Linked DNA regions of Mus musculus: regions 2, 3, 4, 5 and 6 are each linked to region 1. The links are chromatin contacts, called in public Hi-C and HiChIP or PLAC-seq maps. All regions are on one chromosome and are shown on one strand. Each heading gives the region's core, a stretch centred on a gene start, on an enhancer-like site or on the middle of the called end of the contact. The rest is flanking DNA. Distances are from core to core; before and after follow the strand shown. Region 1 holds the start of Syt1 (synaptotagmin I). Region 2 overlaps Nav3 (neuron navigator 3). Region 3 has its middle 25 kb from the start of Gm40757. Region 4 has its middle 67 kb from the start of Gm40757. Region 5 overlaps Nav3 (neuron navigator 3). Region 6 overlaps Nav3 (neuron navigator 3).

The links. Hi-C and Micro-C count contacts between places; a contact is called where the count stands out from the background. HiChIP or PLAC-seq counts read pairs in DNA pulled down with a chosen protein or histone mark.
Region 2: a Hi-C map of olfactory sensory neurons shows a contact between it and region 1, with 4 times the contacts expected there. The contact joins the enhancer-like site here to the promoter of Syt1 in region 1. A contact is called at or near these places in 6 of 39 promoter capture datasets (the 3T3-L1 cell line, embryonic stem cells, hippocampal neurons and 2 more), 3 of 484 Hi-C or Micro-C datasets (cerebellum, cerebral cortex and olfactory sensory neurons) and 2 of 115 datasets of contacts at active chromatin or transcription factors (astrocytes and forebrain).
Region 3: a contact with region 1 is called in a Hi-C map of cerebellar granule neurons, with 2.8 times the contacts expected there. The contact joins the enhancer-like site here to the promoter of Syt1 in region 1. A contact is called at or near these places in 10 of 39 promoter capture datasets (the 3T3-L1 cell line, 3T3-L1-derived adipocytes, the C10 cell line and 5 more), 1 of 484 Hi-C or Micro-C datasets (cerebellar granule neurons) and 3 of 9 other capture datasets (adipose tissue, liver and pancreatic islet).
Region 4: an H3K27ac HiChIP or PLAC-seq map of SST interneurons shows a contact between it and region 1, with 9 times the contacts expected there. The contact joins the enhancer-like site here to the promoter of Syt1 in region 1. A contact is called at or near these places in 11 of 39 promoter capture datasets (the 3T3-L1 cell line, the C10 cell line, cranial neural crest and 5 more), 6 of 484 Hi-C or Micro-C datasets (the AtT-20 cell line, cerebellar granule neurons, cerebellum and 2 more), 8 of 115 datasets of contacts at active chromatin or transcription factors (SST interneurons, VIP interneurons, embryonic forebrain and 5 more) and 1 of 9 other capture datasets (adipose tissue).
Region 5: an H3K4me3 HiChIP or PLAC-seq map of forebrain shows a contact between it and region 1, with 7 times the contacts expected there. The contact joins the enhancer-like site here to the promoter of Syt1 in region 1. A contact is called at or near these places in 6 of 39 promoter capture datasets (the 3T3-L1 cell line, cranial neural crest, embryonic stem cells and 2 more), 2 of 484 Hi-C or Micro-C datasets (cerebellar granule neurons and cortical neurons), 6 of 115 datasets of contacts at active chromatin or transcription factors (SST interneurons, VIP interneurons, embryonic forebrain and 3 more) and 1 of 9 other capture datasets (embryonic stem cells).
Region 6: a contact with region 1 is called in a Hi-C map of cerebellar granule neurons, with 2.6 times the contacts expected there. The contact joins the enhancer-like site here to the promoter of Syt1 in region 1. A contact is called at or near these places in 12 of 39 promoter capture datasets (the 3T3-L1 cell line, 3T3-L1-derived adipocytes, the C10 cell line and 7 more), 3 of 484 Hi-C or Micro-C datasets (cerebellar granule neurons and cerebellum) and 4 of 115 datasets of contacts at active chromatin or transcription factors (SST interneurons, embryonic basal ganglia, embryonic forebrain and 1 more).

Annotation. Positions count from the first base shown.
Region 1 is chr10:109,009,681-109,012,823 of GRCm38.p6, reverse strand. Syt1 (synaptotagmin I) reads left to right here and starts at 1,849. Exons shown (of 11, transcript NM_009306.3): 1 at 1,849-2,248.
Region 2 is chr10:109,862,052-109,865,537 of GRCm38.p6, reverse strand. Nav3 (neuron navigator 3) reads left to right here. Exons shown (of 38, transcript NM_001368815.1): 7 at 1,647-1,786. Among named protein-coding and RNA genes, the nearest start is that of Nav3, 140 kb to the left of the region's middle. Within about 2 kb of position 1,632, at least 6 of the 459 cell types and tissues checked have an H3K27ac peak or open chromatin away from gene starts, as enhancers often do. A contact at or near this core is called in olfactory sensory neurons, where this site is marked.
Region 3 is chr10:109,571,265-109,574,615 of GRCm38.p6, reverse strand. No RefSeq gene overlaps it. Among named protein-coding and RNA genes, the nearest start is that of Gm40757, 25 kb to the left of the region's middle. Within about 2 kb of position 1,550, at least 2 of the 459 cell types and tissues checked have an H3K27ac peak or open chromatin away from gene starts, as enhancers often do. A contact at or near this core is called in cerebellar granule neurons, where this site is marked.
Region 4 is chr10:109,663,646-109,666,669 of GRCm38.p6, reverse strand. No RefSeq gene overlaps it. Among named protein-coding and RNA genes, the nearest start is that of Gm40757, 67 kb to the right of the region's middle. Within about 2 kb of position 1,594, at least 17 of the 459 cell types and tissues checked have an H3K27ac peak or open chromatin away from gene starts, as enhancers often do. A contact at or near this core is called in the AtT-20 cell line, SST interneurons, VIP interneurons and 3 more, where this site is marked.
Region 5 is chr10:109,683,434-109,686,943 of GRCm38.p6, reverse strand. Nav3 (neuron navigator 3) reads left to right here. Exons shown (of 38, transcript NM_001368815.1): 38 at 2,705-3,510. The coding sequence ends at 2,824. Among named protein-coding and RNA genes, the nearest start is that of Gm40757, 87 kb to the right of the region's middle. Within about 2 kb of position 2,188, at least 76 of the 459 cell types and tissues checked have an H3K27ac peak or open chromatin away from gene starts, as enhancers often do. A contact at or near this core is called in SST interneurons, VIP interneurons, cerebellar granule neurons and 5 more, where this site is marked.
Region 6 is chr10:109,740,619-109,743,973 of GRCm38.p6, reverse strand. It overlaps Nav3 (neuron navigator 3), which reads left to right. Exons shown (of 38, transcript NM_001368815.1): 22 at 1,296-1,373. Among named protein-coding and RNA genes, the nearest start is that of Gm40757, 140 kb to the right of the region's middle. Within about 2 kb of position 2,078, at least 7 of the 459 cell types and tissues checked have an H3K27ac peak or open chromatin away from gene starts, as enhancers often do. A contact at or near this core is called in cerebellar granule neurons and cerebellum, where this site is marked.

The DNA.
Region 1 (3,143 bases), core at 600-3,099:
TCTTCATTGGAGAATAAAGACAAATACTCAGTTTTTCTACCTGCTTTTACTCTGACCCACTCCACTCCCCCTTCTCTTCAGGCCTCTCCCCTCCTTGGCCAAACATTTCAAATCAACTTACAATGTCTGTTATCTCCTCTTCTCACCTATGAAACTATTTTCAAATAAGGTTTAGGGGCTTTTTTTGGAAAACCGAAGGTGCATATTACATAAAGTTACAAGTTGAAGGTGTATTATTTTCTTAGTTTACCTCTGATTCTAAATTCTTGATAATGCAAACAAAGCCCAAAACAAAAGGGTTCATGTCCCAGAAGGATACATTTATGTGAAAGTGGCCACCTTTGGGCATATATTCTGAATCTTAATCTTAAACATTATATAAATAGAAGAGATTTAATTACAAACCTGAAGAAATGTGTTACTGTTAATTGAATTCTCTCTACAGTTACCTTTGCACACCAGTGTTAATGAAACTCCAGTTCAAAGTGGATGAGTTTGGGGAATTGCGATCGCTATTTATTTCCTTACCTGAGATGCCAGGATCATCCTGTCAGGAAAATAAAGAGCCCAATTAGGGGAGTGCTCATTTGTGGCTATTGATCAACTTTACAAAAACTGCTAAGATTTCCAAGCAAAACAAGAGGTTCTGAGGGCACTGAGCAAGGTCAAGCGAGTGGGAAAGAAAAAAAAAAATCTCTGTTAGTGACAAGAAAGCATTTCACCTGTGGAGTAAAAGGCTCCTGCCCTTGGGAGCTAGACTCCACCCCAGGGCCAGCCAGCCTGCCCTCCCGTCCAAGCCTCTCAGCCTCCCTGTTTGGCATCTCTCGGTATTACCAAGCTATAAATTGCCCAGGAGCTTAGAGACAATCAGGTCACGGCTGCTCTCACGAGGGAAAAGCTTCTTACTTCCGAGCAGAAGGGTTCAGCTAGGAAGAGGAGGGAGAAAGCCCTTTAGTCCCCCACCGTGCGGGCGGGCAAGGGGTGAAGAGAGACGGAGACAGGGGGGGGGGGGGCGAGCACAAGCCCAAGAAGGTGGAAAAAGCGTGCCTAGCAAGGTCGCACTTGACCCAAGTCTCCAAACTTATTGGTCGCTGCATGGAAACTCCCTGGGCGCTCGCTCCATTGCCTAGCAGCTGCAGCTGGGTGGAGCCTCGCTCCTCCGCCCCACCTATGGATGGACCTTGCATACAGCTCTGGTCCACCACACCCTTCCTGGGCGGTCTCTAGACATCTAGCTGCCCTGACATTATCGGAGCCTGGCTTCCCACTCGAGTTCAGACGGAATGATGTGACTGGTCTCCCAAAGCAAGAAGGACCACCTCTATCTCAGTAGTCCTGCTTCCCCACAACTCCGCGGTGTCAAATGGCCAAAGACAAACTTCTGCCTCTCTCGCGTCCCAGCTCCCACCTTTTCAACCTAGAACTCACACATATCGAAACTCCTAGGATGCTGTGTAGATCTGGGCATGCTCAGTATCAAGGCAGGTTTTGATTGAAAGTTAAAAAAAAGCTTTGTATTAGGCTTGCTTCTTATCCAGTGCTTATGGCTTACTGAACAGGTTGAGGGCATTCCCGAGTCTACCCACCGGGTCTAGAAAATTATCTTTTAGTGTTTTCTCTTTGGGATCTGGTCTCCTCTTAGTTCACCCCACCCCCGCCACTCTCCTAAACCCCTCTCCTCAGGTCCCTGTCCGCTGTGGGGATGGAGAGACTCTAACAGTACTGGGCTGGGCTCCGTTGCCTGAGAGGAGCCACCTATTATCAGTGCTCTCTGATTGGCTCTTCTGAGCAGCGTACCTTGGTTGGAACCAATCAAGAGCCGGGGCCGGGAGATGATGGGCGGCCGCCTCCTCACTGGAGGGATTCCTGGAGAAGCTGCAGTGTGGGGATGCTCTGACCGAGTTCAGCCCCCAGTGTCTTTCCTCCTCCTCCTCCTGCAGCGACAGCATCCGCAGTTAGCAGTGGGCAACTTGAGGCTGTAACCGGGGCAAGCCCCCAGGGTCCTGCTCACCCAACAGGGGGCTCAGGTCCCCGAAGGGGTGTGTGCAGGGCGGGGGCGGCCAGCTGGGACCAGCTGGTGGCCCTAGAAAACCTCACCCACACCCACACCCACACACCCCTTTTGTGTTGCAGGCTGCCCCTCTGAGAGCGGAGGCAGCGAGAGAGTACTCGTGTGCCTCGCACCGGTCCGCGGTGAGAGCAGCGGGGACCAAGACTCGCACCATCTCCCGGTCGGTCCTCGCTCCAGGTAAGGCAGCCCCACTGGCAGCGCGGCCACCTCGGTGGTACCTTGGTACCTCTGCGCTTCAATCTGTCGAAGAGACGTAGGTACACTTGATTTGTGGCGATGGGAGACCTAGGGAGGGATCCCCCCGTAAGCCTATTGTGAGAAATGCAAGACCACAAGTGCATCTCCGGGGAAAGCACTTTGCACAGGGCTGGTGATTCAGAACCAGGAGTTGATGTTGGGCATCCCCCATCTTCTTGCTTCTTCCATTCTCTCCTCTGTCCTCCACCCCCCAGCCCCCTCTCTCCTCCCCCTCCTCCTATTCTAAGCCAGTACAGCCCCCCACCCCCAACGGGGGGTGGAGGATTGTCTTTCTTACAGGGAAGAAGGGCAGTGAAGAAGAGAAAAAAGATTTCTTTCTGTTGGAGGGAGGATAGATTGCAACCCCGTGTGAAAATATGAGTCCAGGAAGGGATGAAACCACACAGGGAATTAAACTGAATGAGAGTAGACAAGGAGACCAGCTTCTGCTCTCAGAAAGGAAGTGTCAAATTTGAATCCATCTCCTCCTTGCAAGAGGCTACAAATGGAACAAAAATAACCCAACACTCCAACCCACTTTCAACTGCTTAATTGCTGCTGCTCTCCTGTGCCTGCTATCAGAATCTTCTTGTTTGCATCTGTCCTGTGGGGCTGACAGTTTGGGATAGCACCTCAGGGTCACTGTCTGAACTTTGAGGGCTTGTTGAGTTTGTAAAAATTAAAACTAGATCATCACCCTCCCGAGATTTACCCAGGTAGCCTTTATAGTGGGAGGGTAATAACATGGGAAGTTTCAAAACCTTTCCAAGTGACACCAGAATTATCAGGAGACTTGACTTTTACTTTGATCTTGCTAATCTGGTTAGCCTCTGTG
Region 2 (3,486 bases), core at 383-2,882, 850 kb before region 1:
GCTATGTCTACAGAAATTGCTCTTATATTTATTGGGATTGGGACATTTGGCCCAATTAATTACTTGACTGCTTTTTGTGGGGAGTAGTCACTGGTACTGTAAATTCCTAATGTGTCTGGTTATGATGTTGTAGTTACAACCCCTTGTTGAGCTATTGGAGAAAAAAAACTAAGAGCTGGATCCATTTGGAAAAGATTCTAATCTTGCGTATGACACAACCTCTAACTAGCAAAATAGGTGAAGAGCCTATTTGTTAGCCATATGTGTTTAAACTCTAAGGTATATTTTAAAAATTGAAACTTTTAACTGTCTGTAACATCTGCCCATTTATTATTTGTATTTTCCTGAAGCTCATTGCATTGTGTGATTCTCCTGTTATAAAAGATACCTTTGTTTTAAGGGTTTGCTATTTTAAAGTCAGGTAGCATAGTGGAGTTGTGTTGAAACCTGTCCTGTTAAATAGATTGACATTTTGGACATAAAACATATAAAAATATTTAAAATTTTTCATTTAAAAAAATCTGTGAAAAGCTCAGCACTGTATTTCTTAGGTTTTGGATCGATCCATCTTTCTGTTCAAACAAGAATTTCCAGTGCAGTGTACAATCTTGTTCACACGGTGGCAGCACATGCCCACAAAGCCTTTGGTATTCCTATCACACATGTCAAAAGCTCCGGTTTTATTTCCTGTGGATTGGCACAACAGTAATGTAAGCTAGAAAATAGGTACAGTTCATGAAATAATTGACACGTGAAATTTTGAAGAAAAGCATAATAAAATGTAAATTGAGCCAAACTGAAACTTAATAGTAGCATTAATTAATCAAAGTGTCAGGTTTCAAGCATCAAGCTACCCTGTTGATAATAGAAATGGGGTGCCTGTCCACATGACTTGTCCTGCATGCATACAATGTCTTGAAACTGCCTTCAGTTCAGGTATATTTCAACTGTGTTCTACTAACAGTGATTTCCTTCCTCAGAGGCTAACATCCTGTTCTTGTCCTATGGGAGGAGGTGGCCACAGGTGAAAAAATCTCAGTTGCCTTTTTAACCAGAGAATGGAAGATTTTTGTGAGACAGCTCAGCTACCTATAGTATAATCATGACTTTGCTTGTGGCATCAAGTATTTATTGTAACTTAGTAGCTTAGCTAGTCAGTAAAAAATTGTTGTTTGCCTTTTGTTCAATAGTGTTTGTTGCCACTAATTTCTAAGTCTTTGGAAAAGCTACAGTAGCTGAAAATATGTTCCATAAACTGAAAGGAAAAATTAAGCAACTGCATATATCTAAGTAATATCACAGAAACTCTATAAGGTTAAATCTTACTGTTTTTCCTTGTCATATAATTTTACGGTGTTTTCAGTATAAACTTATATTCATTTAAGTAAGGTTATTTTTATAGTTAAAGTCTGCTTTATTTTATTTTTCCTATTTCGAGGACATTCTTATTGAGAAGTGTTACAAGATTTTTCTGATCGTCTCTTACTTTGTGTCCAGCCGTTTATCACTGTTTATCATTTTCTGTTAAGTACGTCATAGTTGATCCTGTATTGTGGGTTCTGTACCACCGCTTCTCGCTCACTCGTCCCTTCCCCTTAACTTCTGGAGTACACACTAATGATGTAATGTTTTTTATGCTATTTCAGGCTTCCAGGGCCCTCTAGGGTGCCAGCTGCGAGCAGCAGCAACAAGGCTCAGGGAGCCTCCAATCTCAATAGGAGAAGTCAGAGCTTTAACAGCATTGACAAAAACAAGCCTCCAAATTATGCAAATGGAAATGAAAAAGGTAAGTGTGTACCTGTCATGTCATCCTGCCCGGAGCCCAATGCATGTCTGGTGAATTGGCACACAATGCTTTTAATAGTTGATCAATGGAGCAGCTCGGGGGCTGGAATGTTATCAGAAGTTTCCCAATCCCCACCATCATGAATTCCAGTTTCCTTCTGGACCTTTCTATTCTGCAGAACATTTTAAGGGAATGAGATCTGTACTTTAAAATATATTGTTCACTACAGAGCCAAGCCTAAAATCTGTTTCACAAAAAAATAGTTACCCCAGATGCATATAAATAGCATTTTCTTATGTCTTTCAAGTTTTAAAGAAATTTCGTCCTAAAATCAAAATGCTATTTCTAATTGACTTGAGTCCTCATGTCACTTATCATACATGACAAAATGTGGGGAGCTGTTAGGGTGGATGCATCCAAAGTTGAGACACAATGGGCAGGCTATGGTCCTGATACCTGTCATCTCTAAACCAGGAGGATAAGGCAGACGGCTCCTTCACATTTGAGGCCATTGTGGGCCTATATAGTAAGTCCCTAATTAGGCAAGATGATGGAGTATGACCATGATTTAAAACAATAAGAACTACAAATAGCGGATATATGTTTGTGATAAACAACTTTTATTTGAAAGTAGCAGTTGTTGTAAATGTTATGACCTCGGCTTTCCCCAAGCACAAAATTGTCTGTATCCATGTTTTCTTAAAAATAAATACTTAATAAAAATATAAAATCACAAAAATGAATATGTAAAAAAGACAAGAGTATGGGCACATGAATGCTAGCTTATAGATGATCTGCATGCCACACAGTTCTCTACGATGTGCAAAATATACATTTTAAAAGATACTGGCTTGGACCTGCCCCTTTTGGACTAGGGACTAATTGAATGGATGTGTCTCTTGTAAACCAAATCCTGGGGGAATCAAGAAGCCGGGCTTTGTAAATACTGCGGCTACTAGAGCAGGGTTTCTAAGTCAGTAAAATTACTATTTCTATTCATAGGATCCTGCCTTATGTAGGAGAGTATATTAAATTAAGAAGTGATTCCTCTGTCTAATCAATACAACTACCAGGACGTTTAATTTGAATAGTTAAACCAAGTGTGTGCTACTTTGCACAGGTTAGATGGTCACCACTTGATTCAGTATGTACATAGGCTGGGTTCTCTCCTTCAGACAACAACAGGAAGAGGACAGTGTTGGAGGAGGTGCTTTTTGTGACAACCTTTCCTTTTGGCTGAGGCAAATTTTAGAAGATTATAATCCCTAGAGAGCAAAGTGGCAAATCCCTGAAATCCTCACCATTTTTACGTCCAGTGGTGAGACGGGACGTGGAAGTATAGTACTGTGTATTTTGGAGTCTAAGGATTTAAAATTAAGAATAAAGTCTCCTTCTGTAGACAAGTGTTTGAGCATTCAATGATTCGTAAGGACTTAGCAAGTTCAAAAGTTTAATCGCAAAGTTAATGCTGGCATAGCAGTGAGATCAATTAGCTTTCAGACTATGCTGAAACCCACTTGCTTTTTACATTCCTGATTTGCTATCGTGACCCATACAGGAATCCAATGAACAATTTGAAACAAGGGAAAAAATCGCTGTAGGGATCAATCCAAAAGAGATTTGGCTTTTTTTAAACGATACTTTATACAAATACAATTACTCTTCTCTTACAGACTCAGTAATTTTGAACATTGATTTTT
Region 3 (3,351 bases), core at 301-2,800, 560 kb before region 1:
CTGGTTGTAGTATCACTTTGTTAGATGCCTATATAGTTATCATTCTTTTTCTTGAACTTATCCATGGACACAATTGTCTTCTGACCTCTGGCTTATGGGGAATACAATTTTATAAAGGAACAAAGAAGGCAGAGTCCCCTTCTCCCCTCATAGACCCACATTAAGACTTCTGTGAAGTTGTTTGATTTTGAGTTTAAGATCGTTTATATTTCTTTGCACCTAGAACCTTTCCGCAGTAAGGCAATTATTCTTCTGAAATTTCAGTAAACTACGGAATTTTTTTTTTTTCTTCTGACTCCCGAGACCCTATTTTAACAAAGACTAAGAGTAACAAATTTCAGCTTTTGCCTTGTCCAAGGCAAATGTAGAATACTATTTCTTTCTTGGCATAGGGCCTTCACATTGCCAGAATATTTTATTCTCTTCTTGGGAGCCTAGTTTCAGCAAGCAACACTGAACTCTATTCTGTGGAATGCTCAGCCAATTCTCAGGTGTGATCTTTCGGTTGTCAAAGGTGAAGGTCTGTAGCATTCCCATTCTAAGTGAGAAAATGCTTTTACTGACCTGATGAAATACACCACTGAAGACCGCCTATTACATCAAGACCAAGGGCTAGAAATGGGGGATATAAATACACTTGAGGAAAATCATAACTTTGACCTTCTAGTCTCAGAACTCTGGGGATGTGGAGAGGCAAAAATAAATGTCTGAATCTCCAACTTCTAATCCAGGGGGTCATATTCATGGCATGCTTGATCTGAAGTATCTCTGTGTGTGTTGTTTGTTCGATTATATGTTTTATCGATTGATCTTTTAAAAGATATGTCTCATATAGGCCAGGCTCGGCCTCTTAACTCATGAGTTAACTAAGGATGACCTTAACTCCTTAATCCTGCTTCTACCTCCCCCGTGAATTGCAGGCACATACTGCCATGCCTTGTTTATAGAGGATAGAACAAAGCATTCAGACATGTTAACTAGTATTCCAAGAGCTATCTGTCCAGCCCTGAAAGATCTCTCTTTTGAGACTGACTCCTCTAGTCATCATATATGCTTTAAATGAGATTTGGCTAGTATCCCTTGCCCTAATAGGACTATTTAATCTGACATATACATATGTTCATTTGGTTTAGGATGGTGCCGCCAAACATTTCTCCAAAGAGATCGTGACATTGGCTTTTTGACAGTAGCTGCTGGAGCCATGATAAGAAAGCTTCTCAGGGCCATAGAGACTCATTGGCAGAGTACTGAACCGTATCAGTGACATCTGCCGTGTGTACCACAGGGGTGTTAAACCACCCCACTTGCCCTTCTATTAAACATAACTAACTCAAATGCCTACCTTCAGGAAAGAATGGTAAACCAGCTTTTTCAGTTGCTTTGTAAGATTCAATCTTAATAAATAAACTATAGATGAACATTTTATTCTCATGGCAAAGATACAACAGTTCATGTGTCAATAAAGAAAAATAAGACTCAACCCTAGGTCAGTCTCATCAGTGTGAGCTGAACACAGGTTTACAGTTCTCCATGACTTTGTCTCTTGGTAAGTAAAATTGGATGACACATGTCTTTCCTTAGAAGATAGCACTAAGGCTATTTGCAACCTTAGGCTCCAAGACAAGCGCTTGGCTACACATTAGATTTCATTATCAACAGAAATTACCAGGATGGTAAGGGAAGCAGATTTTTTTTCTCAAAGCCCACATTTATAATCCTTGTTATCTTTGACCACAGTAATGACAAAGAACACCAATAGAATGAAGAGCTTGGTTACTAGAGCTCTTTGTATAAACTGGATCAAAAACTGTGAGACATCTAGAATATGTTGTGATTTCAGAAAGTGCAGCATACAAACACATACACACATACAAAATGCATTAGAGACATGTCACAGTGACTCACACACCAGCCGCAAGAGCTCCCAAATGTCGTTAGTAGATCCATTTGATCAAGTATGAGATTTATTTTTACCCAGAATAATAACATTTATGACTGTAAGTCTATATTGATATGAATGAATATATGAATAAATGGAGAGGAATGGAAAAATTCTTCATTATAAAAAAAATGTATGGGCATGTTGTGCCCTCAAAGACATGAAGCAAGCAAGGGTCTCAGGACTGTGAGTGCCAACTATGGCATCTGTTGTTTTATAAACATGGCCGAATGATGCAGCTGATGGAAGCCCCTCAGTGACCCTGCCAAGGTGTTGCCCCTGAGGCATCAGCCATAGACTAGACAGACCTAGTATAAAAGGAAGTTTATTGGGGGAAGGGAGCCAAAGAGTAGAGCTGGGATCTAGAAATGGGAAGACCCAGAGAAAGGGGGACAGAGAAGGACAGTAAAAGAGAGGAGAGGAAAAGAGAAAGAGGAGAAGAGACCAGCTAGGGGAGCATGGGGAAGAAAGAGACAGGTGGTGGGAGTGCAAAGTAAATGGAGAGGAAGAGGGGGGAAGAGAGGAGAGAGGGAGAGATGAACAGCCCTTCCTATACCTGATCCAGGCTCTTACCTGGCTGTTGCTAGGTAACTGTTGGGCAGAGTCTATAGGCATTGCTAACAGTACCCTTCCAAACTGAACTAGAAAGAGGGAGCAAGAGGGAGTGATTACATAGACAAGACAAATAACACCTCAGCCTGATCAAGTTCAACCAAGGATATGGAGCTCTGAGATAAGAGGATAGGCATCATCTTTTAAAACCAAAGGACTTGAGTTACTTATTTCAGTCTTTTTCTCCCAAAACTATATGGCAATCTCATGAGAACAGACATCAGGCAGTCATATTGGAAGGAAAAAAAAGTGTCAGAACTCTTCAAAATCACCAAGATCATTATAGAATAAGTCTGAAAAGTTGTCAGAGCAAAGAGGGACCTGAAGAGACATAGCGAGCACATGGACTGTAGTGTGCTTTATGCATCCTGGAACAGAAAATGATCTTTAAGAAAAAGCAGAAGGAATTGAGTCAACTTTGGGCTTTAGTTGATAATAAATATACCACCATTGGTTCACTAACTAGAAAAGAGTATCTTATTAATGAAAGGTAGTCATAGGGAAATAGGAAAATTTATGGGCATTCTGAAATTTTTCTGTGACTTGGAACTGATCAAATATAAAAACTTATTCAAAGTGGTAGTAATCAGAAGAACAATTTACCATGAGAATTCGAGAACATTCTTCACTACAGATTACTTCTCAGATGGTAAGCTCTGTGTGATTTATGAAGCCTTAGAACAGTAGTTCTCAACCTATGGATTGTGATCCCATTGAGGGATCAAAGACCCTTTCATGGGAGTAGCCTAAGACCATTGGAAATATTGGATATTTGCCTTGCAATTGATAACAGTAGCAAA
Region 4 (3,024 bases), core at 345-2,844, 650 kb before region 1:
ACAGATGAGGACACGCCCTCTGGAAGCAATGGTATGGTGTCAGCAGAGAGCAATGTTAGCAACTTAACCACAGACATTTAACCTCCAGATCTGAAAAGTATGACCTGAGCCCACCAGAATAGGGTCCTAAATGGTGAGTTGAAGAAGAGTAGACCCACTGTGAGAAATAAAGAAGATGGATAGCTAGGACCCAGCCTTGTACAAGTGAGTTTATTGAGTCTCTCATCTTATATACTGTTTGTAGGGGGAAGATGGGCCCAAGGTCAGCAGAGAGCTAAATCAAACAATGTTGGCAAAGAAAACACAGGATATCTCAGACAGAGATGCCTTAGCACTGATAACTACAGCCCTCCAAGGGAGAAAGTCAGGTTTCCAGGAACCAAAACCTTAAAGGGCCCAGGCTCCAGCCCCCAGCCCCCAGCCCCCAGCCTCCAGCCTCCAGAATGGACCTGGCCAAGTTGACCCTTGCAAGGACACAGAATTAACATCCCCTTTTAACCTTACCTGGAGGCCTCTGAGAAAGTCTTCAGTTGGTTTGGCTCCCAATAGATATGCGGATCTCATAAACACCCAGTCTCTAAGACTTGTATACAGTAGCCTTAACAGCGACCTTTCCCTGTTACCAGTGTATGTGACTTTAGGCAAGTTATTTCTAAACCCCGTTTTCTTACCATCATATAAAATGACAAGAATGATAGGGATGGGTTAATATGTTCATATTCAATTAGAATATGCCTAATGCAACTGTGCAATAAATATCAGTCACTCTGCTGCAGCAATCCAGGCTAGAGCTAACACTGAGGTTCCTAAAAAGTAAATAAGTAAATAAATAAATGAATAAATTAACTGGTAGGAGATCATTTTTTTAATTTTAATTTTTAAAGTATGTTATTGTCATTTGCTGTTCTAGGGAAAAGGCACAATTTATCTGCCTAAGTTCCTCTGACATCAGTGGTTCTCAACCTTCCTAAGGCTGTGACCATTTAACACATGTCCTCATGTTGTGCTACTTTAATTATTTTGTTGCTACTTCATAACTGTAATGTTGCTACACTGACAGCACCATATAAACATATGATATGCAGGATATCTGATATGTGACCCCTGTGAAAGGGTCACTACCCACAGCTTCGTATCAAATTTCTTGCCCTCTCTCTTCCATGGCTTCATGCCTTGCTTGCGGCTCTACAGCACAAACCCTAATCTGGTTTATCTCTGTTAAGGCCCTGAAAAAGGAAGTATGGACGTTTACTCTTAAATGTAGATCTCAGTCTAGGCTGTTTTCTATCTGGCCAATCCACTTTTTGGATATCTGTCCAGCCGGTAGGTGCCTAGCTATATCAAACAGCAGTTGCTGGCTTAGATGGTTGTGTCCCCAGTGGCAAAAAAAAGATGCTCGCATACATAGCTCCTCTTCTCCCTCCCGGCGTCTGAAGAAAGATGGTTGGCTGGCAAGTTCTTTTGCCGTCTCATTTCCTCTTCCGGTCATTGGAGCTTTGGGCTGTGTCTTGCACAGCACGGGACCCATGAGGATGATAGTCTAAAATGAAGAGCTCTTTCCTTGCACTGCCGAGTATGTCCAGTAGGGGGCCCAGCCTACACTTTCGCAGATGAATGAGGAAGTACTTTGAAGACGCTTTTCTAACTGCTTTGGATGAATGCAGTAGAATCATATTAAATCATCGGAACGTCTTTTGTTATGTTGATTGTGTCCTGGTTTTCTGTTTGAATTGGATGGAGACTTAAAAGATCTGAGTGTCTCCCTCAGCGATGTGCATGTGATTCTCTGCAGCAGCTCTCAGAGCTAGATCAGCCCTTTCCTTAGTAAAACAGCTCAGCCTCAGGACCTGCAATTTACTCTAGTGTCCTTTTTTTCCTCTGTTACACGCTGTCCTTTAAAATGTCATTCCTTGTTTGATAAGAACAAAAGAAAGAGAAAATGCTCTTAGTATCCGTCAGTCTGAGCTCAAGTGCTCTCTCTTGGACTGTCTCCTGTTCCATTTGCAAACATCTGTCATCTTTCCTTGCTGGCTTCTTTCTTGTACACCCCTGCCCCAATATATCCCTCCCTTCCTTACCTTGCTTGGATTTTCTTTCTTTAACTACACTTAGTTATAACTATTCCAGCCTTCGCCTTTTCAGAAGTCTCTCCAGGTTTTTCTTCTCAAGCATGTTGGGACTTGGTTGCAATCTTCAAGTTATATATTTTTCAAAAACAAAACAGGTGACATCTTCCTGTGTTGGGGGGAGAGAACGTGACTGCTTTCACTCAGTCGTTTTCTGAAGCTCGCAGAATAAATGAGAGCACTTGGAAGCAGAATGCACTTGCCAGTGAAACTGTTTTATGACGGGGGGGGGGGGTAGCTTTTCAGTTTGTGGACATTGCGTTCTGTATGAAGAACATCTGCACGACCTTTGCTGTAAAATGCTCACCTCTGCCAGACTTAGATGCTGAGGGGACCCACACAAGAAATGAGACCCACCATTTTATATAGACAGTCTTGTGTCAGTAATTTTTTTTAAATGACACTTAATGCATAGGTGTCAACATTGATAAAAGCAGCCTAAATGTAATGGGCTAGATTAAAGCATGTGATACATGAGGAAATACGTCTGTTAAAATATGTTCGTAAATAGTAACATAAGGTGTCAGTGGTCTGGTCAGCACAGTTGTCTCGTGCTTTGCTTTCTACAAGTCTTTCATATCCTTAAAATGTTAATGAATGCAATTATACTTCTGTAGACTATTGAGTCTTTGGGTCATGGGAAACTTCCTGAGGTTACATATATTGGCTGAGAAAACAGCAGTTAAAAGTAAATTTCGGGTTGGTGAGATCTCAGTAAAGTGTTTGCCTTGGAAGCATTTGTTAGGAAAAAAAAATATATGCATATATATATATATATAAAATGTTTATATGTATATGATGTATGTGTATGTGTATATGTAAATGTATGTATATATTATCCATACATACCTTCTGGTTCAAGAACAGAATTTTTGGGCTGGTGAGATGACTCAGCAGT
Region 5 (3,510 bases), core at 939-3,438, 670 kb before region 1:
GTGGACAGCCAGTGGGTATTTTTTTTTCCGATTTTTTATTAGGTATTTTCTTCATTTACATTTCAAAGGCTATCCCAAAAGTTGCCTAGACCCCCCTCCACTCCCCTACCCACCCACTCCCACTTCTTGGTCCTGGCATTCCCCCATACTGAGGCATATAAAGTTTGCAAGACCAAGGGGCCTCTCTTCCCAATGATGGCCAACTAGGCCTTCTTCTGATACATATGCAGCTAGAGACACGAGCTCCAGGGGGTACTGGTTAGTTCATATTGTTGTTCCACCTATAGGGTTGCAGACCCCTTTAGCTCCTTGGGTACTTTCTCTAGTGCTTCCATTGGGGGCCCTGTGTTTCATCCAATAGCTGGCTGTGAGCATCCACTTCTGTGTTTGCCAGGCCCCGACATAGCCTCACAAGAGACAGCTATATCAGGGTCCTATCAGCAAAATCTTACTGGTGTATGCAATGGTGTCAGCGTTTGGAGACTGATTATGGGATGGATCCCCGGATATGGCAGTCTCTAGATGGTCCATCCTTTTGTCTCAGCTCCAAACTTTGTCTCTGTAACTCCTTCCATGGGTGTTTTGTTCCCAATTCTAAGAAGGGGCGAAGTGTCAAGTGGATATTAGCCCAGAAACTTAGAATACCCAAGATATAATTTGCAAAACACATGAAACTCAAGAAGAATGAAGGCCAGTGGGTATTTTTGACTAGTGTTTTATCTGTTTAGATTTGTAGTATCTTAAGGTCTTTCTAGTAACAGAGCAGAGGGCGGAACATGGTGTTGGGGTAACTGGCAGTGGGAGACACACAGAGGAACATGGTAAAGTAATAGGTATTATCTTGGCTGTGGGTCTACAGAGGATGCAAAGGAGACCAGGGGAAAATGATGTCCAGAGACTCTACGTTGATCATAATGATAATTGAGTGATATGTAAACCTACCTTCTTTTTATAATGTCCTTTGATTTCAATATGCAAAAGAATAACCATTAGTCACAGAGTAAATCTCATTGTGTGTGTTTACTACAGATTTCAGATTGGGAAATTATGCTAATTGAACCTACTATATAGCAGCATTTCTTTTATTTATTATTTTATGTCTATGAATATTTTGCTTGTGTGTTTGTTTGTGTGTGTGCGCGCGTGTGTGTGCGCACATATGCATGCATGTGTACCATATATGCCTGGTGCCCAGTAGGGTCAGAGGATGTTGTATCGTCTCTTTTAAAGTCAGGAGGGTGCTCAGACACGGTCCTCTTTAATAAATCAGCTTCTTTAATGCTTTAAGCTTCAGACATTTTCACAAACTACTTTCATCCCATATTCTTGTGTAGGTGGTTTAATACATTGTAGTAGTTATGGCAGAAATGCTATTGAAAAAAAAATGTCCTGAAAACTATCAAAATGATTTCAAAATACTCTCTAACCATAGCCTCTGTGTCCAAACGACATTCCTGCTGGAATTGATGGTTATCAGCTCATTACTTATTTCCCAAGCACTTATCCAACACATGGTTTCTTTTTCTTTTTTTTTTTTTCTTTTTTTTTTTTCTGACATACAAATATCCATAGCCTGATTACAGACCAAGAAACCTTGTTTTAGATATCCTCTCTCTATTTCTCTGAGTTGAAAGATAAAAGACAACTTTGATTGCTGAGGAGAAAAAAAAAAACTATAGTTAGCATTTGGCACTAAGAAATATAAAGTTTACTGTACTGTTAGAAACCCTCAATAAGAAAACAAGCCCCTGACCCTCAAGAAGACAGGTGCCAATTACCCTGTGCCTTCCGAAATTGTCCAGCCATCGATTTGCCCAGACTGGTTTTAAACATTCTTTTTTCCCTAGCTCCTGTCTCTAATAGTGGAACTGCAGATCTATTGAAATCCAAGCCTTTTATTTTATAATACATTGGAGAGCTCTCCTTCTCCCCGGGTGCTTTCAGGCACAAGTCCCCTCTACTGGAACAAACGCTACCGTTCCCCTAGGACGCTGAGACGCCTGAGACAGCCGCTATTGTTCCAGGAGGAGGCTTTTGTTCTCAGTGATGTATCAATCATATTTCAGCTAGAGCCTCGGTGACAACAAACACTTGACAGTGATTCTTTCCTTCTCCCTCTTCAAATGCTCACGGTCTGCTTCCTCCAGTTACCCCCTCTGGAGGTCAGTTCCTGAACAACAGATGGTGTGTGCTGTGTGCAGCAGCTGGCTTCATTCCACTCCGTTGTCTCCTGCTTCTCTCAAGGGACAATGCTTGCAAGCCTCTATGCTGTGTGTGTGTGTGTGTGCGCGCGTGCGTGTGTGCGTGCGCGTGTATGTGTTTGTGAATATTCACAACTTTCATTTGCCATTCAGTGCTCTCTGTTTCTCCCAGCCAAAAAAGTGGGGAAGCCTGGCTTGCTCTCCAGCAACTAACCCAGATGTCCAGCTGTGATAGGGTTTCCTTTCCAGTTTCCCCGCTGAAGTAGCATTCATTCACAGCCCCACATAAAAGAGTTATCTTACGGCCCTATTTTGTTCTTCTGGAGAGAAACAATTTAAGAGCCAGGTCGGGCGAGCGAAAACCCATAACTGTTATGTGCATTTTCATTTGGATGGGATGAGCAGACACAGTTCTACTGAGATGGCTCAGGGCCCTGCTCGTTCTGGGGCTGGCTGACTCAATGCATGGTTGCTCACAGGGATGTCTCTTTTCCTTTCTTCAGATGAATATGCTAATGAAGCTCCAAGAAGCCGCCAATTACCCCAGCACTCAAAGCTGTGACGGCGATAGTGTCAGCCACCGTGAAGACATTTTGGATACATCTATTGAATCCACCCTCTAAAGGGTGAACGAGTTAGGCAAAGGACTATGCTTTTCAAAAGGTGTTTTAAAAGACAGGTATTGTCACTAAACCACTGCCAGTATGAAAAGTCCCCTGTCCAGGGCCCTGGCCCAGAGTTGTGGTGTCCACGGAGGTAGCAGAATTAGGTTGGAACTGACAAGATGCTAAATTGAAATGGGAGCTTAAGTTTACTTTATTCCCAGGCATTTTTATAACCATGGAGTTCGCAACGGCTCCATTGCTTGACTGGAAAGGGCCCTAAAGACGGGGCAACCGAGTAGATTACACACGGGATAGTGAGACTGGACTTTATTTTCTTCCTCTTTCAAAGTTTACAGTGCAGGCCTATTTTTTTTCTTTTTCTTCTTTTTCTTTTTCGTGCCTTTCTTTTGTTTCCTCGGGGCGGAGGCTGCCCTTCTCAGGCAGGATCCTTCTGATCCATGGAACTTCCTTTGTGCCACATGGTGCTGGTGACAGGGCCCCAGTAGAGTTTGGGCTGTGTGCTCCCTCACTGCAGAATGAACCCACGAGGCCAGTCCTCCATAAGCACAAAAGGAATTGTGCACCCACCGCAAAATAAAATCGCCTGTGGCCAACGGGAAGGACCAGCTTCCTTCTAACTGCCGTGCGCTCCTCCTGAAGGGCGCTACCCTCACTTAGGGTATGAGTCATGGGTTTTATAAGGT
Region 6 (3,355 bases), core at 829-3,328, 730 kb before region 1:
TGATATTGATGATTGCTTTTCTCTTGTGACCATATGCAGAGAAATTGTATAACCGTTCACCATTTCTGCATCAAGATATGCATCACCCCCTTTTCTCACTTCTCTTGATATTGATCACTGTTTCTTAAAACAAAAGGTATTGTGTAGGAGGGGAAAACACATTTAATGGCTCATGTCCAAAATGTCCTTTCACCCTCAGAAAGCATTCAAATTGTCCAGCTCCAAGAATAAGAGACCTGTTTTTTAAGGGAAGCATCAATGTAGAATATTTGGCATCTACAGGACTAGATTCTCTTCAGACCAGGAATATACTTGCAGAAGTAATTTCATATGCTTGTAATGTTTACCATATCACTGTTTGTGATTCCTGGTAACATGAGATGTGATGGACTAAAATGCTAAATATGATATGATATTAACTTATCTGTGATATTAAAGTGAAATTCCATATTAAGAAAACCACTTCACCTTTATTTTGTTGTGTTTCTCTTTTAGTGAAGTGTCCTATATTCTCCCTTATTTTATAGTTTGGATACTTACAAAACCTTTCTGCTCAGAGCTAAGTCAGTGAATATAGGTCATTCTAGGAAGCATTACCTAGGAATTATCTATTCTCCATTAAGGTCCCATCCCATAAAATTATTTCTTACTGTGCATGGTGATACCTGCTTATAATTCCTGCACTCTAGAACCTGAGGCAAGATAATCACATATTTGAGCACAGCCTTGGTTGCATGATAATATCCTATCTCAAGAAGAAAAAAAAGTTTTCAAATATTGACTCATTGAGTATTTAAATCAAGGTTTTGTATATTATAAGATATACTATACTTTTGAAAAGTCTTACAAAATATAGAAAACTAAAATATATGTGTTATGCATCTGAGATTTTCAGAAAAATTGCAAGGTGAATCATTTGCATTAAAAAAATCAAGAAAAGTTTGTAGATGTTATTTATGAATTTTAAAATGTTATTTTATGCTTGAGTATTTATCACAGTAATGTTTTAGAAGGAACAGACTCCACAGAGGCAGTGAACTATTTCATGAGTCCTACAGGGCTTACAAGGTGAACCAATTATATAGTTTGATGAGCAGGTTTTATTTCCCAACATGGAAGTTTTAGAAATTCAGTCCTCTCTCCATAAGTAGCACTTGTGAGCCATGATATAGCTGGCATCCACCTCTCTTTAAGGAGTTGTTAGTGAGTCATCTGTGTTTGCTATACTTAGTTTCTTGTAATAAAGCCTTCGCTTTAATGGCTCATTGAGTATATTGGACTTTTTAATTGCACAGCAAATCCATAAGCTACGGAGAGAACTGGTTGCCTCCCAGGAGAAAGTCGCTACCCTCACGTCTCAGCTGTCAGCAAATGTAAGTTGCCTTTTATCGTTTAAAGACATCAGAACAAAGTTTTGCCTCATTAGAGGGAATGGTCTTATCAACAAAGTTGAAGCGTCCAGAGTTATGCAATGTAAGGTCCTGGAAAGGAGAATTCATATGAAGGTGAAACTTTCTTCCCACTCACTAATAGACTACAAATCCAAACGGATGAGTGACAGCATGGTAAAACAAAGCAAAATAAAGAAACAAACGAACAACAACAACAACAGACAGTGCCTACGTTAGAAAATTACAAACTAAAGTAAGGACTACACATGTTACCTCTCTTCTTACTTTGTCTTACATTCGCCATTTCACATGCAGGAAATTTTCCTAAGCCAAACTTTCATAAGGGCTGTCGATATTTGACTTTGGAAGTCATAATATTCTTGTGCCCTGTCTCTTTCAGCAATTCACGGAGCCTATAATATAGTCTAAAATCAAATAACTCTAAAAACAATGGTTTGGCTCCATTGTACATTAAAGGCAGCTCTCTCAAAATACATTGGCTGCCTTCTTAGAGCAGCTTAGAAGAATCCACATTTGCTGGCAGGAAAGCAACTTACATTTGTGAAAACAGAAACAACAAAGACTACCAATTACATTAACCTTTTTCTATTGAATGTCTTTCCCCACTCTCAGGAGGATTTGGCATAGCGCAGCTATGACACAGGAGAGCATGTGGCATTGTGCCCAGTCCTAAGGAGCAATATGTGAGAGGCACTGCAGCAGGTGTCAAACCCCTGTGACGCTGCCATATGCCCTCTATCTTCTTAGCTCACTCCTGCTGGGTGGCTTTGGACTTCTCCCTCTCTTACCACTGTTGCATCTTTGCTCCTCCAAGGAGATTATTTTTCCCCTCCTAGACAAAGCATGGCATATCAAAACTGAACAGGTGCAGGCCCATAGTGTATGACCTTGTGATATGAATCCACAGGAAATAAGTCACTTCACTCACAGTGAATTGATTTTTAGCTCTGTGTCTGAGTTAACATTTCGTTTTAACTTCAGGGAAATGATATTGATGTGAGATAAACTATTACTGTTCTTAAAGCTTGTTAGGAGATGCCTAACAATTAGAATACATTTCTTTTTTCTTGCTAGAAAATAACATTTTTTTTATCCACTGTGATTCTCTAACTTTAAATATTAAAGAGATAGTTTTGAGACAATTGTAAATTTTGTGCTCTAGCTGTGGGGCTACAGAACTGCTTAGTTTCTGGACTTGTTCGCAGAGGACAAGGATCAGTATAAAAGCCACAGGCACACTGGATTGCATTTATCTTCAGTGAGGAAGTTTCACCAACCAGTTCATCCATCTGTGGTGATCACGGTTTATTGCTGTATCTTTGTCTGCTTTTGTGATACTCCGGATGGATACGCCAGGCAAACATCTTATGGCCTGAGCTACATTCAGTCCTAGAGGTTTTGTTTCGTTTGGTTTAGCTTTGTTGTTGTTGTTGTTGTTTTGTTTTGTTTTGTTTTGTTTTTTCAATTTCTATCTGTAAATAAAGACAGATCTTTTAATTAAAAGTCATATAGCCTATGACCTGAACTCCAAGCTATGTTACTCTTTACTTATGAACTTATTCAGATAGTAAGTAAACTGTGTGTTTGGTTAAATATGGAGAAATCCACAGGGAGGTTTGTTATATGAACGTGTAGTCTGCATCCTTCCCAGACACAGGTTTTGATGAGTATTTGTCAATTAAGGATCATTAAGAAACATTCACTTCCTCTGAGTCTATGACCACCCGTGTTAGATCCTAATGACATCACCTGATTAACTTCATTTTTGTGATTTTTGTGTTCCATGCTGGGACTTGACATTAATAAATCTTTTTCAACTTGTTCTGTGACTGTTCGATGGAGCAGAGTGATAAATCAGGAAGGTGTCCCAGGGGGCACTCTTCTCATTTGATGAGCAGAATAAAGTCCCAGCCGGTGCAGCAGTCACACAGTAGGCCTTCACT